Linked DNA regions of Mus musculus: regions 1, 2, 3 and 4 are each linked to region 5. The links are chromatin contacts, called in public ChIA-PET and HiChIP or PLAC-seq maps. All regions are on one chromosome and are shown on one strand. The core of a region is the stretch at or near the end of the contact, and the rest is flanking DNA. Distances in the headings are between cores, read along the strand shown.

Evidence for each region. ChIA-PET counts read pairs in DNA pulled down with a chosen protein or histone mark. HiChIP or PLAC-seq counts read pairs in DNA pulled down with a chosen protein or histone mark.
Region 1: a contact with region 5 is called in an H3K27ac HiChIP or PLAC-seq map of microglia, with 6 times the contacts expected there. The contact joins the promoter of Zdhhc9 here to the promoter of Elf4 in region 5. A contact is called at or near these places in 4 of 39 promoter capture datasets (the C10 cell line, embryonic stem cells, hippocampal neurons and 1 more), 1 of 115 datasets of contacts at active chromatin or transcription factors (microglia) and 2 of 9 other capture datasets (adipose tissue and liver).
Region 2: an RNA polymerase II ChIA-PET map of memory CD8 T cells shows a contact between it and region 5, with 151 read pairs. The contact joins the promoter of Utp14a here to the promoter of Elf4 in region 5. A contact is called at or near these places in 3 of 39 promoter capture datasets (the C10 cell line, hippocampal neurons and pre-B cells), 2 of 484 Hi-C or Micro-C datasets (bone marrow-derived dendritic cells and nephron progenitors), 5 of 115 datasets of contacts at active chromatin or transcription factors (the SCID.adh cell line, embryonic forebrain, embryonic stem cells and 2 more) and 3 of 9 other capture datasets (adipose tissue, liver and pancreatic islet).
Region 3: an H3K27ac HiChIP or PLAC-seq map of microglia shows a contact between it and region 5, with 7 times the contacts expected there. The contact joins the promoter of 9530027J09Rik here to the promoter of Elf4 in region 5. A contact is called at or near these places in 14 of 39 promoter capture datasets (the 3T3-L1 cell line, the C10 cell line, the HPC-7 cell line and 7 more), 12 of 484 Hi-C or Micro-C datasets (CD4 T cells, Th1 cells, differentiating embryonic stem cells and 2 more), 4 of 115 datasets of contacts at active chromatin or transcription factors (embryonic stem cells, memory CD8 T cells and microglia) and 3 of 9 other capture datasets (adipose tissue, liver and pancreatic islet).
Region 4: a contact with region 5 is called in an RNA polymerase II ChIA-PET map of memory CD8 T cells, with 45 read pairs. The contact joins the enhancer-like site here to the promoter of Elf4 in region 5. A contact is called at or near these places in 3 of 39 promoter capture datasets (cranial neural crest, embryonic stem cells and pre-B cells), 2 of 484 Hi-C or Micro-C datasets (both in embryonic stem cells), 1 of 115 datasets of contacts at active chromatin or transcription factors (memory CD8 T cells) and 1 of 9 other capture datasets (liver).

Annotation. Positions count from the first base shown.
Region 1 is chrX:48,207,440-48,210,267 of GRCm38.p6, reverse strand. Zdhhc9 (zinc finger, DHHC domain containing 9) reads left to right here and starts at 1,566. Exons shown (of 10, transcript NM_172465.4): 1 at 1,566-1,788.
Region 2 is chrX:48,255,676-48,258,375 of GRCm38.p6, reverse strand. Utp14a (UTP14A small subunit processome component) reads right to left here and starts at 1,442. Exons shown (of 15, transcript NM_028276.1): 1 at 1,408-1,442; 2 at 1-36. The coding sequence starts at 1,433. It overlaps Gm39511 (a long non-coding RNA gene), which reads left to right and starts at 1,584. Exons shown (of 3, transcript XR_882302.1): 1 at 1,584-1,640.
Region 3 is chrX:48,284,000-48,286,699 of GRCm38.p6, reverse strand. It overlaps 9530027J09Rik (RIKEN cDNA 9530027J09 gene), which reads left to right and starts at 1,274. Exons shown (of 4, transcript NR_045916.1): 1 at 1,274-1,305.
Region 4 is chrX:48,313,368-48,316,067 of GRCm38.p6, reverse strand. No RefSeq gene overlaps it. Among named protein-coding and RNA genes, the nearest start is that of Bcorl1, 27 kb to the left of the region's middle. Within about 2 kb of position 1,302, at least 256 of the 459 cell types and tissues checked have an H3K27ac peak or open chromatin away from gene starts, as enhancers often do. A contact at or near this core is called in liver and memory CD8 T cells, where this site is marked.
Region 5 is chrX:48,452,956-48,455,655 of GRCm38.p6, reverse strand. It overlaps Elf4 (E74-like factor 4 (ets domain transcription factor)), which reads left to right and starts at 1,337. Exons shown (of 9, transcript NM_001381876.1): 1 at 1,337-1,784.

The DNA.
Region 1 (2,828 bases), core at 317-2,816, 250 kb after region 5:
TTTTTTGGTGGAAAGATATCATAAATGTTTTAAGAATAATCATTATAAAGAATTTTGTTTTAATATTATATGGGAGCAAAATACTATAAAAGAATAATAATTCTTTTTTTTTTTTAAAGATTTATTTATTTATTATATGTAAGTACACTGTAGCTGTCTTCAGACACTCCAGAAGAGGGCGTCAGATCTCATTACGGATGGTTGTGAGCCACCATGTGGTTGCTGGGATTTGAACTTTGGACCTTCGGAAGAACAATCGGGTGCTCTTACCCACTGAGCCATCTCACCAGCCCAAGAATAATAATTCTTGACCATGTATGTGGTCTCTCATTAAAACTACCACAAAGCTGCCTTTGGGAGAGCATTGGCAGTCACTTCTGAACTAATTCCAACTATTATTGGAAACCCTAGGAAAACTTTGGTCAAGCTCTAGGAAACCTGGGTTGATAACATAGTGTGGTAGGTAAGGAGAGGTCACTTTTAAACATCCCTCATATTATTTGGAAGGTAAGAACCAGTCATACTGGTGGAAACAGATCTGGTGCCTTGTAACATCCACCCTATAATATAATATAATATAATATAATATAATATAATATAATAGTGTGATTCTCAACTGTTTTCCCCACTCCAGTCTCAATTTTCTAAATGGTGTTACTAGCCGTTGATAGCAGAGGCTCAGTAACAGTAACTAACTGCCAGGAGGCACCAGAAGGAAAGAATCAATCTGGTTGATGTATGAAAATTCTGCCTTGGATGCCCCTCCCTTTGTTATCATAATATCTCCAGTTCTTTTGTTTTGTGCATTTGAACCAGGATCTTTCTATGTAGCCCTGGCTGGCATGGAACTCAAATGTCAGACCAGGGTGGCTTCAAATCTTCTTGCCTTAGCTTCACCACACCCAACAAGATCTCAAATTCTAATAGAAAATAGAAATTAACTACCTTTTGGCAATCTTTGCATCATTATCTACCTGGAAATATTTATGTTGTCTCAGTGGAGTTCCTCCAACTTCCTTAATGTCAATGACTTGTTTTCAATATCACAAAATGACATTCTCAGATATGGTTATCTCTTTTCATATTCTTTTTCTGTTCTGAAAGCCCTCGAGATTGCGTGGGAGTCCGAGGCTTCTGAATGGGACTTAGGCGGCAGAGAATGTAACGTTAAGATGCCCACGAACAGACCTTGGTCAATTTAAAGGCAAACGGCAGTGGAGAGGCCCAGGGTAAGACGGAATTCAGGGTTAGAGTCCGGATTTGTGAGCTAGTGTTGCTTCAGTGTGTTTGTGGGGAGGCTGCTCTTGGCTCCTCCCTTGTCCGGTCCACACCACCTTACGCCTCCGCTTTTGCGTAACTATATTAATAGACGAGAACACTTCGCGTCCTGGTGCTCAGACCCCAGAGAGAAGCTGGCTGGAGCTTGGCAGGTGGGCTTGTAGCAAGGAGATGGGTGGGGGGAGTGGGCGGAGGGATTCTGGAGTGACGTTCGAAGTAGCCAATGGTAGTACGCGTTGGGGGCGGGATGGAGACATTGTGATCGTTTAGCCAATGGAGGACGAGCAACTACTGGAGCGACCTGGTGACGTGAGGAGCGTTCCATTCCGCCAGCGGTGGGCGGTTGCCACAGCTGGTTTAGGGCCCCGACTATTGGGGCCCCTTGTCAGGAGGAGGCACCCTCCCTGTCAGGGAGAAGTCGCTACCACCTCTGGCTGCTGACGAGATCCCCCGGGACAGTGTGCACTTTCTGCCCCCAGTTGCCGGCCGAGTTCAGTGTCCCTTGTTCAGGTAACAAGGGGTGGGGGTGGGGGTCTCCGGGGCTCGGCTCTCTGGAGGGCTGCATCCCCCTTCAGCTCCGCCGGGACCCAGGGACGTTGGCACCGCCCTGCTCAGCTCGCCAGCCACGGAGCCCCTGGCCGGGGGTGACTACACGTGGCGGGGCGTGTGTGAGTGTGTACGAGCGTGTGGACGCGTGTGCGTGTGGATGTGGCGCGCGTCCCAGCCAGCCTGGGGCGGTGGTCGGCTGCGTGGCGGAGGCAGGGCGGGCCTCCTGAGGACGAGCCCGCTGCACAGCCCTGGCTTCTGGCGCTAAGCTGCTGAACCAGGTCGCTGCTTTCTGACGGATTTTAATTTTCCTTCTCCCAGGTTGGGTCCCCCTTCCTAGTCTGTGTTCTTCTGCTGGGTCAGTTTATGGAGGCGGGGGGAGGGGGGAGATTGTTTTCCAGGTTAGTTTTACACAAAGGAAGTGATCTTTGCACCTCTGGGGCCCCCTCCCCTTTCCCAAGCCTTACACCTTTCCATCTTGTTGCTAGGCTCTTAGTCCCCTTTTGGACCTTTGCCCTCTCTAGCTCGGGAATGCTCTCTGGCTGGTTGTTTCTTGCTCATCGGGCTGCAGGCTTCCGCCTCATTCTTGCCAGCATGGGGCATGTGGTGCCAGTAAGTAGAGGACACAGCCCAGCACCTGAGAGAAGAGGAGGATGACAGTGGCTGGGAAAGGCGAGGCCCGGAAATCCAGGATGCTGAATGGAGCTATGATACTGGTGAAATGTCCTAGAAAGCCCCCAAGGGACTTTTCTTAGCTGCTGCCACCGCCCTCAGCCACCCCCAACCCCAGCATCAGTTGCCAACCATCCCAGGATCTCTCCTGTTTAAGGAAGCCTTTTTATCTACAATATGATGTGGGCTCACAAATGTTAAACTAGACCAGCCAGAAGATTTCATTTCGGACTCCAGAAGTTACAGAAGGTTTGATTAGGGGAAATCTGTTTTGTGGAAATACAATGTGTGTATGCTTCCAGAATGCCCTGAACAGCTTACCCCAGCCAGAG
Region 2 (2,700 bases), core at 193-2,692, 200 kb after region 5:
TCCATTAGATCATCCTGCTGGCTCAAAGCCAGAAGGCTGTTTTAAAAAGGCAACACAGAAACATTAGCACATGAAATAACTCTTCTTTTAAACCAGCAGTTCTCAACCTGTGGGTCAAAACCCACAGGGGTGTGTGTGTGTGTGGGGGGGGCAAAAGGTCCATTCCCATGGGTCATGTGTCAGATATCCCGCATTTCAGACATTATTCATGTTACAATTCATAACAGTAGCAAAAGTGCAGTTATGAAGAAGCAAGGAAAGTAATTTTATGGTTTATGTTTTGGGAGGTGGTCATGAACCCCAGAACATGAGGAACTGTAGTAAAGGGTTGAGCAGCACTAGGAAGGTGGAGAACTATTGATCTAAACAAATATCTGTTTGCTCAGTTCTGAGTATTCTTATCTGAGAAGAGGTGCAAAAAAACAAAACAGAAGGTAATTAGTTAAAGTGTTTTTAGAAGGGGGTCAGGCATCACTTCCAAGATGACAATATCGGCATGGGAAAGACAACACTGGTTAGTGGCTGACCCTGCACTTCTGTTACTTACTATGCTTCAATTTCCCACTGACGCTACTGCTGTCTTTTGAGGCAAAGGCAGTTTCCTATTAACTATTTAAACGTGTATTTTATTTTATTTTTTGAGACAAGAGTTGTTCGGTGTAACCTTAGCTGTCCTGGAACTCGCTTTGTAGACCAGCCTGACCTCACACTTGGAGATTGGCTTGCTTTTACCTCCCAAGTGCTGAGATTAAAGGCGTGTGCCGCCACCAACTGGGAAACCTTTTAAACATTCGAAAACATTCTATTAATGCTTCTATGGATCTCCCACCGGTCAGGTGCCTTGATTAAGTGCAACTTATTAAAAATGTAATCTTGATAATTTGTTCGCATAACTGAGGACGTAGGGTAATGGTTGAAACCAACTGTATAAATGGGTGTTTAAGGTGATTAGAATTTAGGAAAAACCTACTATTACTTAACAGTGGATCTCGGTATTTACTAAGCAAACATTACCAAAGCGACTACATTTAGATTTTTCTAACGTTGAGGGGTAACATGAAATACCTGTTAGGTCTGGCACAACTTGGCACTCTCACAGACGGCGCATGTTGCGCGTGGCAGAGGCAGAAAATGCGCACGTGACAAATAAAGGGAAATCAATAGTAACTTTGCCAAGAGTCGGACGACCATCAGACCTAACAGCGATGCAACTTAAGAGCCGAGAAACTGAGGAGCAAAGCCAATTTAAATTAAGGGACTTTAGGATTCCTAGCCGATACATTAACTACTGGCAGGGTTTGGGGAGGCGAATCTCTAACAAACAGCAGTTCGGCTTCCACTTCCCTAAATACAGGAAATTCAGCCCTCAAAAATACCCGGGAATCTCCTTTCCCTTTTACGTCTTACCCCTTCGTAGCTTTGATAGAGTTCATCGCTGTCGCCGGTAACTCACATGGGTCAGGAACGGAAACCAAAGAGAGAGCAAGCTCCTTGCCTGCCGCAAAGCAAATTTTGCTTCCGCTAATCACGCGCGACAACGCGCGTCATTTCCGCCCAGGGGGAGGCTTGCAAAGTATTGTAGGCGCTCCAGGATTGGTCGATGGAAAAGCCGGCTGCCTGCCAGTTGGTCCGCACTGCCGGTGGGTGGGACTTGCCGGTCCCCATTCTTCTGAGAGGTTTTTATTTAGGTTGGCGGTATTGGTTCCCTGGCATTCGGTTTTCTTGCGGTCCGAGATTAGTGTGGTGAGGGCGAGGGTGCTGCGCTGTCAGGGACGGAGCTAAAACCAAAACCAATCAAACCAAAACAAAGCCTCCAGGGCCAGGCCCCGTTGGACTCTGTCGCACAGCTCTGGACTGGCCAGCCCCAGACTGTGTTGGACTCCTGCCAGATCAAGGGGACGGGAACGTAGCAAGTTTCTATCCATCTGAAGAGAAATTCTTTTTGAGCCGGTGTACCTGTGATTACAGCTCATTGTCCCCTTTTCCTATACAAGAAAATGTCACTCGAGAATGTGTTATGAGGCAGAAAGATCTCTTCTTGCTCCATCCGGTGCAACATAGTAGGACCCATACACACATGCACGCACACACAATCTTATTTTATCCGGTCCATAGCTCACTAGTAAACTGCTTGCAGCACAGGCATGAGGCTGCAGTTTCTCAACTCTTGCTTTTTTTTTTTTTTTTTTTTTTTTCTTGTTTGAGACAGGCTAGCCTTAAATTGGTGATCCTCTTGCTTTAGCACCCGACCTGCTGAGATTACATGCTTTTGTGGTACCACGTCTGGCATAATTTGTAAATAATAAACCTATCTATGTGTGTGAGTGCATTTGCGTGTGCGTGCGCGTGTGTGTGTGCGCGCGCGTGTGTACGCATGCCATTGCACACGCGGAAATCAGGACAACCTGTAGGAATTCCTTTCACCATCTGGCTGCAGGGGATTAAATTTAGGTTGTCAGGGTTGGGGGGAGGGTGTCAAATGCTTTTGACCAGCCTGAGACTTCTTGCATAAAAACATTATTGCCATTTCTTTTAGGTCATTTCCATTTTGTTTTCTCCAACGGTTGCACTGAAATTTCTTATGGTAATCGGCAATGCTCTAAAATTCTTAAATAAAATAATACTTTCTAGTCTTTGTGGTCCCAGAATTGAATATGGGATTTGATAGTTGTTTTTGTTTTTCATTATTCATTCAGTAAA
Region 3 (2,700 bases), core at 25-2,524, 170 kb after region 5:
GGCACCATGCTGTGCCTGGCGCAAGCTAGTAATCCCCAACTGGTCCTGGCCCTTGCCAGTTTACAACCTTAAGTCACAAAGGCGGGCAGTTAACAAACACATCCAGTTATCTGCCAATCACAAGAGATCCATTGAGTGAGCTAGGGTGAGGAACAGGGACCTCCTTCAAAGAACTTCCAGTCTGCTGCGTAAATAAGGTTTTGGCAGAAGAGGTTCAGGGGAGAGATACCGCCAACGTCGGCATTATGGAACAGATATATTTTTTAGTTATTGGCCTGTGGCTTGGTTCTCTACTTAAGACACAACCCTCACCTGAGATGAAAGAGTTTAGTTCCAGGCCCTCCACCTGCAGACAGTTGATACAAAGCACTAGGCTGAGAAGTGCATGCCCCCTGTCTCCCTGGGTGGTCAGGGCTTATCACTTGTTTTCACTGATGGAGCCCGATGGACCATAACTAAACTACAGCCCCTGATGCTGGGAGGATTTTCGGTACAGCATCTCAACCTAGGCCCGCTGAGCGCGAGACCTCAGGTGGGAGCAGCCTACTGAATGCACAGGTTTTGGGTGAAGACTGAAGGAGGCTTTGGGTAAAGACATCCCTGGCATTCTGGTCGCAGTGTCTCCCCTGGGCGCGCCGGGCAGGCCAGAGGAGCCGCGCTCAGCAGGTCCCTATACTCTTCCGACGGGCACAAGGTCCCGGGCGGGTTCCGAGAGCCGGACTATGTAAAGGCGGCCAGGACTGGCCCAGTTTGGGTTTGTGCTCCTAGGGCTGTGGGTCCGATCGTGCGGTGCCCGCACCATTGCAAAGAAAGAGGCTTCCCCGAGGGCGGGTTGCACCGTGTCCCGGACCGGGCGACTTTGGGGCCTGGGCGAGGTAGCAAAGCAGGGCGGAGGGAGGAGTGCAAGTGTGGGGAGAACGCGCGGGAGCCCGAGCCCGCGGCCCGAAAAGGGTGGGTCTGGGATCTGCGGAGGTTGTGGCGGGAGGAGCGAACCAGGGAACGAGGGAGGTGGGCCCGGCTGGAGGGCCCCGAGCCACCGGGGATTGGCGGGGGGGGGGGGGGGGGCGGAGCGCCGAGGGTGGAGATGGGGCCGCGGGAGGGAGGGGAGCCGGCGGGGCGCGGCCAGGGGGCGGGGCGCCCGGACCTGGGGAAGATAAGAGCGTGCTCGCGGGGAGCGAGGGCGGGCGGGAGGGAGGGGCGGGGGACTTAGAGACCAAAGAGGAGACAAAAGGACCGGGTGTGTGGGAGGGGCATAGACAAGCGGGGGCTAGGGGAGGGGCGCCAGGGGACGACTCGCAGGGAGGGGTGTGTGAGTGTGTGTGTGGGGGGAATGGCGTGGGAGGGACTTAGAGTGGGACGTGAAGGGACAGCATAAGAGAGCGCGGGGGTACAGAGAAAGGGGGGGGGCAGGAGTGCTCCACCACGCTGGCCACGAAGGGGAGGGGACACCGTGAAGTGGAGGCCGCTGGGAGGAACGGCCACACACAGGGAGGGAGGTCCCGGGGATGGATGGACAGTCCGCTAGAAAGAGGGACCCGGAGGGGAAGGGTGTACAGACTCGGGGAGAAAGCCTTTCGAGAACCCAAGGGTGGAGGCTGATGGGCGTGTATCAAGCGCGGAGGGCTGGGATTGAAAGCTGCCCTTTGGGATGACCAAAAGACCAGTGGGGGCTGCAACAGACGGGACAGGGCTACTAAGGAGGGCGAAAACTGCTCAAGGGAAAGTGGAACCTAAGAGGGTTGTAGAAGGGTGGCGGGGGTGGCTTCGGGCTCGGCAGGAAGGCGCCACCACCGCCTTCTGCCCGTCCCCAATGTGCCCCGCCCCGTCCGGGGGCCCTAAGGGCAGCGGCCGGGCCATGGGGGAGCCGAGCCAGGGCGGTACCATTCGGAACGGGAGGGGGGGTTGGGGGAAGGGAGGAGCCAGGGGTCAGAACCCTGTTGGGGGCGGGAGGGGGGCGCCACACCCTGGGAAAAAGGCTTGGGCACATCCAGAGCCGACCAATCAGTAAGCAAAGCCGGGGTGGCGTCAAGGGGCAGCTTTGGCCAATAGGAAGGAAGAACACTTCGGAGGTTCGGAGGAAGAAAAGGAAAAAAAAAAAAAAAAGAGCCCCACGAAACAACAATTGAATCCGTTTGGGGGCTTGGAAAACGGGGAGTGGGCGTCGTTTATGTCATGTTCCAGCGTCTGCCCTCGCCTTCGAAGGATGGGGTGGCTTGCATCACTTTAGTGTTGTATGGCGCAAACATCGCGCAGAAGGGTCCCGAGAAAGTAGACCCGGAATTGTCCACTTATTGGTGCTTCGATTTGGGAACTGGTTTGCACAGAGATGGCAGCTTTGTGCTTAAGAGTGAAAGAATGTTGAGGTATCTTAAATGGAGGCAGGAGGAGGTAGAGGTTCCTCATTCCCCTTCACTGGCTACCGATTTAAGTGACAGCTAGCGGAGCGGATTATGGACAATCTCAAGCCAGTGCATAAGTTAAAAAATGTCCTTTGGGCATTGAACACTACTCATTATATTTATTTCCCTTGACAGCCAGTCCCAGGTACTTCCTGAGGACTATTGGTAAGAGCACACACAGTTACCACTCAGAAATTCTGGGAGAAAAAAAATTGTATGACTTTTGACTTCCAAGTTAGCCTAAGGTTCTAGTTCCTGATTCACCATGTAACATGGGACTTATCACATTCTCTGAAATCTT
Region 4 (2,700 bases), core at 53-2,552, 140 kb after region 5:
TTGAATTATTACCGTCACAGTCTTACTTTCAAGCCATTTAAGACTTGCACCTTTGTCACGCCCTGGCCCCCTCCTCGAGACAAAGCTAGGAAGATTCAGGAAATCATCCAGGAGAACTTGGGCATGTCTAGTGAGCAAGGAAGCGGGTTTTGGATTGAAGAGTGAGGTTGTGGGAAGAGAACCAGTGTTTCCAAGCAGAGGCACAGAGGGCCTGTCTGCACAACCAGAAGAGGATTGGCCAAATGGCATGCTGGGATCAAAACAGCTCACTGGGAGCAACTGCTACCCAAACCTCTCTCAGTTGGGGGTGGGGGTGGGGAGACGACAACGTGAGGATTGAAGTTGGTGGTGTCATTGGTTTAGCTAGTAGGGACTTAGGAGTGGGGAGTGAGAGAGAGACCCCCGGGACAGAGAATCCAGTCCTCTCTGCCTGTCCAAATGCTGTGGATGGAGATCACCTTCAATGGGCATGTGCTTTGTGTTCTCTGCACTAAGAATAGGGCTGCATTAGGGGTCACTTCTATTTTGCCAAGTGCTTCTAGTGAATGGCAGTGCTGACTTGTGAGATGGTCCCTGATGGGCTGGAACGTCTCTAAAGTTAATATGGAGAGAAGCTAACTAGCTGGATGGAGGGCGGAAGCAATGATCTCTGGATTCTGCACTGGGTTCTAACCATTGCCTTATCCAAGAGACGGTCCGTGGGAAATGAATCTCTAGTCACTACCCTTACCCAAATCTATCGCCTCTCTCCTTCCTTACCCTTGGGACTACCACTTCATCAGGACCAGGGCATTCTCTCCCTTCCTGTACACCCTCGATCTTTATACCTAAAGATGCTACTGCGAAGAGAAGCCTGGGATTGTGCCTTGAATGACCCCCCTAACACATCTGGATTTTTTTCGAGTTCAGGCCAGCCCCCGAAACGGACCCCAGGGAAGTGCCAGATGGAGAGGGCCGGCGATGGGCGGTGGGGAGGGTGGGCAGCGCGGAGCGAAGGGCCTGCCTTTTCGGACTCCCTGCCCCAGGACTAAGACCGTCCCAAACTTCCTGTTTCTTCTGGCCGCTCTGACCCCAAGGGCTGCGGCTCCAAGATAGCTCAGGGCCTGGAAGTGCATGCTGGGTAAGGGCAGACGACCGGGGAAAGCGAGCTGCTGGCAGTAGTCAGCGCCCGGCTGGTGTGGGCACGATCTCCGCTTCCTTCTCCCGCGGTCGTGCTTTGCTCGCGGGATGTGCATCGGGCAGGTGGCTGGGAGGCCCTTGACACCGAGGGCTGTGGGAGGAGCCTAAGGCGGGCGGGGGTGGCCCGAGGGGCGTGGGTGTGGGCGTGGGCTGGGAGTTTCTGCATCTTAAAGAGATGCGGAGTTGCCTTCTCCACAGGCCGAAGTTCGAGCCGACCTCGCCTCTCCAAGTGCAGGAAATCCTGGAGTGGCAGCGCAGCCTGCTTGGCCCAGTCCAGGACCGGAGCTCTCTAGCCCCGCTGAAGCTCTACAGGGAGCAGTTTAGGGCCAGTAAAAGGAACTCTGTCCTTGTTCAGCGAAGACAAAACGGAATGCAGCTGGCAATCGTCTCCCCTAAAGTGGGATTGGAATTTTAACAACAACAACAAAAAAAGTGCAGGCAGATGCTCCGCTGGACTCCTTAGAGAAATGAAGGTGATGCCAATCAATGAGAGGAAGAGGTCGGAAAGGGCAGCTCAGTTCCCTGGTCCTCAAGATAGATTGCTGGGGTTGGGTAGAGGACTTGCTTCAAAGGTGGAGGAGAGGAAAGGTTTTGGAAGGATTATTTGATACATAAAGGTGGTTAGTTAAGTCAGAAGAGAAGTTAAACTCTGAACTCTCCTCTCCTCTTCCTTTGGGGCCACGCACATCCTGCGCACAACTGAATCTCCCTTGTAACTTCCCTCAGCCTCTCAATCTCAATTTTCCTTAGTCTTCGGCTCTTCACCGTGTTTACTTGGGATCGCGAGGAAATCGTTGTTATACTCTCCCTCAGCTCGCTGCAGGGGTCCATGTTGAATGTGGGGTCCAAACAAAATGAGAGGTAGGCTACACAAGACACAGACACGCAGGGGCCTGACTTCACAGATTACCGCCCCTGATTGTTTTATTTTTCTATTTAATTATTTACTTATTGAGGCGGAGTCTTGCTAGGTACCTCAGACTGGTCTGGACTTCACCACGGAGCCCACACTGGCTTTGAACTTGATTGAGCTCCTTCAGCATTTCAAAAACACAAGCAGCTTCGCTCAGTTTATGGCTCCCATTTTGAAGGTGGAGAAACTGAGGCCACCCAGATGGCTTAATCATTTGCTGAGCTCACGCAGGGAGATGGTAATAGAGATTAGAATGGGGTTTGTGCTTCGGGGTCAGATTAAGCAGCCATATTCTCCCCCAAGTCCCTCTAGCTCGCCACTTCAAATGGCTGAATGATTCTTTATTAATTCTCGTTGCCATAGTTTTGGTAGCATGTTTTATTGTTTCTGTCACCTGTGCTAGGTCATAAGTATTCAAGTGATGGAGATGATTTTTTTGTTTTGTTTTTGTTTTTCGAGATAGGGTTTCTCTGTATAGCCCTGGCTGTCCTGGAACTCAACTTTGTAGACCAGGCTGGCCTCGAACTCAGAAATCCGCCTGCCTCTGCCTCCCAAGTGCTGGGATTAAAGGCGTGCGCCACCACTGCCCGGCTACAATGGAGATGATC
Region 5 (2,700 bases), core at 88-2,587:
CCCCAAACTAGAAAGGAGAGCCTCAGAGGCTGGAGTCCAACAGAAAGCTGTGTTTTTCCAGAATCTAGACTCTCCTAAAGAGAATGTGCTCACTTGTAAAAGAAAAAGAAGTGGAAATTTGCTCTTGGTCCTTGCTTCCAGGACTTGTCTGTCTATGAGTAACAAGGAGGTTTCAGGAGCCAGGACCCTAGTGCAGCCTCTAGATCTTTTACTGTTAACCTGTGATCCACACCCGTTTTTGATGATGCCACCCACTACCCAAGCCCTGAGCCAGGATCATCTTTTCCAAAGCTGATGAAGCAGGCTTTTGGAGGTGGTTGAGTAGATCCTGACCTGAAGCCCCTTTGGCCATCTCTCAAAGGGCCCTCCTCCCCCGGAGCTCCCCACCCCCAGCGGCTTTCTGCCAAGGTCATGTCTCTCTGCTTTCCCACCACGCCCCGCCCCCTGCGTGCCTCTCCCGCAGCCCTCCCCACCCTCGCTTTAGTCAGCATAGAGCTGTGAGAAATGACAATTTCCAGAAGACACCTTCCCAGGACCTTAGCTGTGGTACCAGATGGGGACTGGTGTGGATACGGAGAAAAAGTGCAAATGGGTTGAAGTGGGCAGCTCAAGGACAGCCATTGCTTGACTTTATATCGAAAATGTGGGGTGTAGGCTCTCTCCCTGAACCCCAGTTCTGGCTGACTGTACACCTGCTGTGTTGGCCCCCCCAAGCGGTCAGACTTTCCTGCAACTCTCTGGTCACACCAATCCAGGAAATCTCTGTTCAGAGACTCCAAGGGGTGGGGTGGGGTGGGGGTGGGGTGGACATTGTTTGCAAAATGTACCCTCTGTCCATCTCTTCCCATCATTGCTAAGCTGCCTGGTTGCCACAGTGCATGCTTGGTACTGTGGAGTGCTGGTGTGGTGGGGGGCAGCCGAGGTAGCAAGCCATCGGAGTACCGCCTTCCAGAATCCCCAGGATAGCTCCACGGGATATTGTGTGGGACTTCCCGCCGAGAAGCGCCCAGTCAGAGCCGAGGGCCCCGGGCCCCGCCAATTATGAGTAGAGTGTGGGAGGGGGGTGCTCGCTAGGGAAGCAGCTCGTGCGACGTGAGCTCGGGAGGGGCTCTGCCTTCTCTGACCTCTCCGCGGAGGTGGGGGGCCGCGAGGCTCGCGGGGCAGGAGAGCCTGCGCGGGCCCCTGGCAAGGCTCCCCCTGCCGTGCTGGCGACCGTGGCGGGGTTGGGGTGGAGGGGCGCTGTTTCCACCCCGGTGCCTGGTTCCTCCCAGCCTCCCTTCTCCACCCCGCCCGCTAGCCCGTGGTCCCTCCCGTCGGTCCCTCCCTCCCGCTCTTCAGTCCCTCCTCGCCCTGCCTCCTGCGCGCCCAGCCCAGCCTCCGCCCGCGGGGACGTGTGTGAGTGTGTCTGTGTGTGAGTGTGTCTGTGTGTGTGTGTGTGCGTGCGTGCGCGCGTGTGTGCTGTGTGTGTCTCCAGTGCGATTTCCCCTTTCTCTCGCTAGCCTCGGCGCAGCTCTCCAGCGGCTCGCGCCCCCCTCCTCATCAGCGGGTGCCCCCCGCCGCCCTTCCCTCGGCGCGGCCTCCCGGGAACCTCGGGACTCCCGTCGCACTGCCGGCACCCTGGTTCCTCTTCATCCGGGGCGCCGCCGTCTCACCTGGGGCTCGCATCTCGCTCGCCCTCCAACTTTGCCATTGGCGGCGGCGGCGGCGGCGGCGGGACGTGTGGGAGAAGCCCAGCGCCTCGCCCGGCCGCCCGCCCGCCCGGACCAGCCTGCCCCGGCGCCGAGGTGAGTCACGGGCGCGGGCCGGCGGGGGCAGGCGGGCCCCGAGGAGAGCAGGAGGGCGGGCGGGAGGGCGGGCGGCCCCCGGCGGCCGCGAGGACGGACCCGGCGCTGCGCTCAGCCGCCACTTCTCCTTTCCGCGGCGCCCAGCTCCCGGCGCCGCCGGCCGGGGCCCCGATTTCGAGGTGGGGGGAGGAGAAGGCGGTCCGGCGGCCCTTGGGGACCCGTGTCTCGGGCTCTGAGACGGCGAGGGGACCACCCGCCGACCGAGATCCGAAGAGCCTGGGTCACCAGACCCGCCCGGGCGACCGGAGGAGCGCCGGACCTCAGGTACGTCGATGGCGCCGCTTCTTGGGACGCGGGGCGAGAGCTCGAAAAGTTTGCCCGCGTGGGGCATCAAGGGTGGTGGAGACCAGGAAGGGTGCGTGTGTCTCAGCCTGGGAACTGTGAGGAGTCTGAGCTCCAGAGGTCACAAGCAGAAGTGAGCGGCGGCGGCGGCGGTGGTGGCGGCGGCGGGCGGGAAGGCGCTTTCGGTCAGCCCCGGCCAGCTTAGCCTCAGTGGAGAGGCCGTTAGTGACTGCGGCGCCGCCCCCACCCCGTGCCGATCGGCGATCGCAACGCCGCTGGGCAGGAGGCTCTGCGGACTCAGGCGACTCCGACCAGGTTGAACCAGTGGCCCCTAGGGCTTCCACAGCCAGACACTGGAGACACGCACACTCACAGTCGCGATCACACACACACACACACACACACACACACACACACACACACGCCCGCCAGCCCGCCCGTTCGCACGTAAACCTACGACTTGGAGACCTGAACTGCCAAAATAGAGACCTCTTGGCAGGGGCTGGAGTTTCCGTGTCAGCCAGCCGCCAGGCTTCCCGCTCCCGTGTTCCCGCTCTCCACGGCTCTCCCGCCT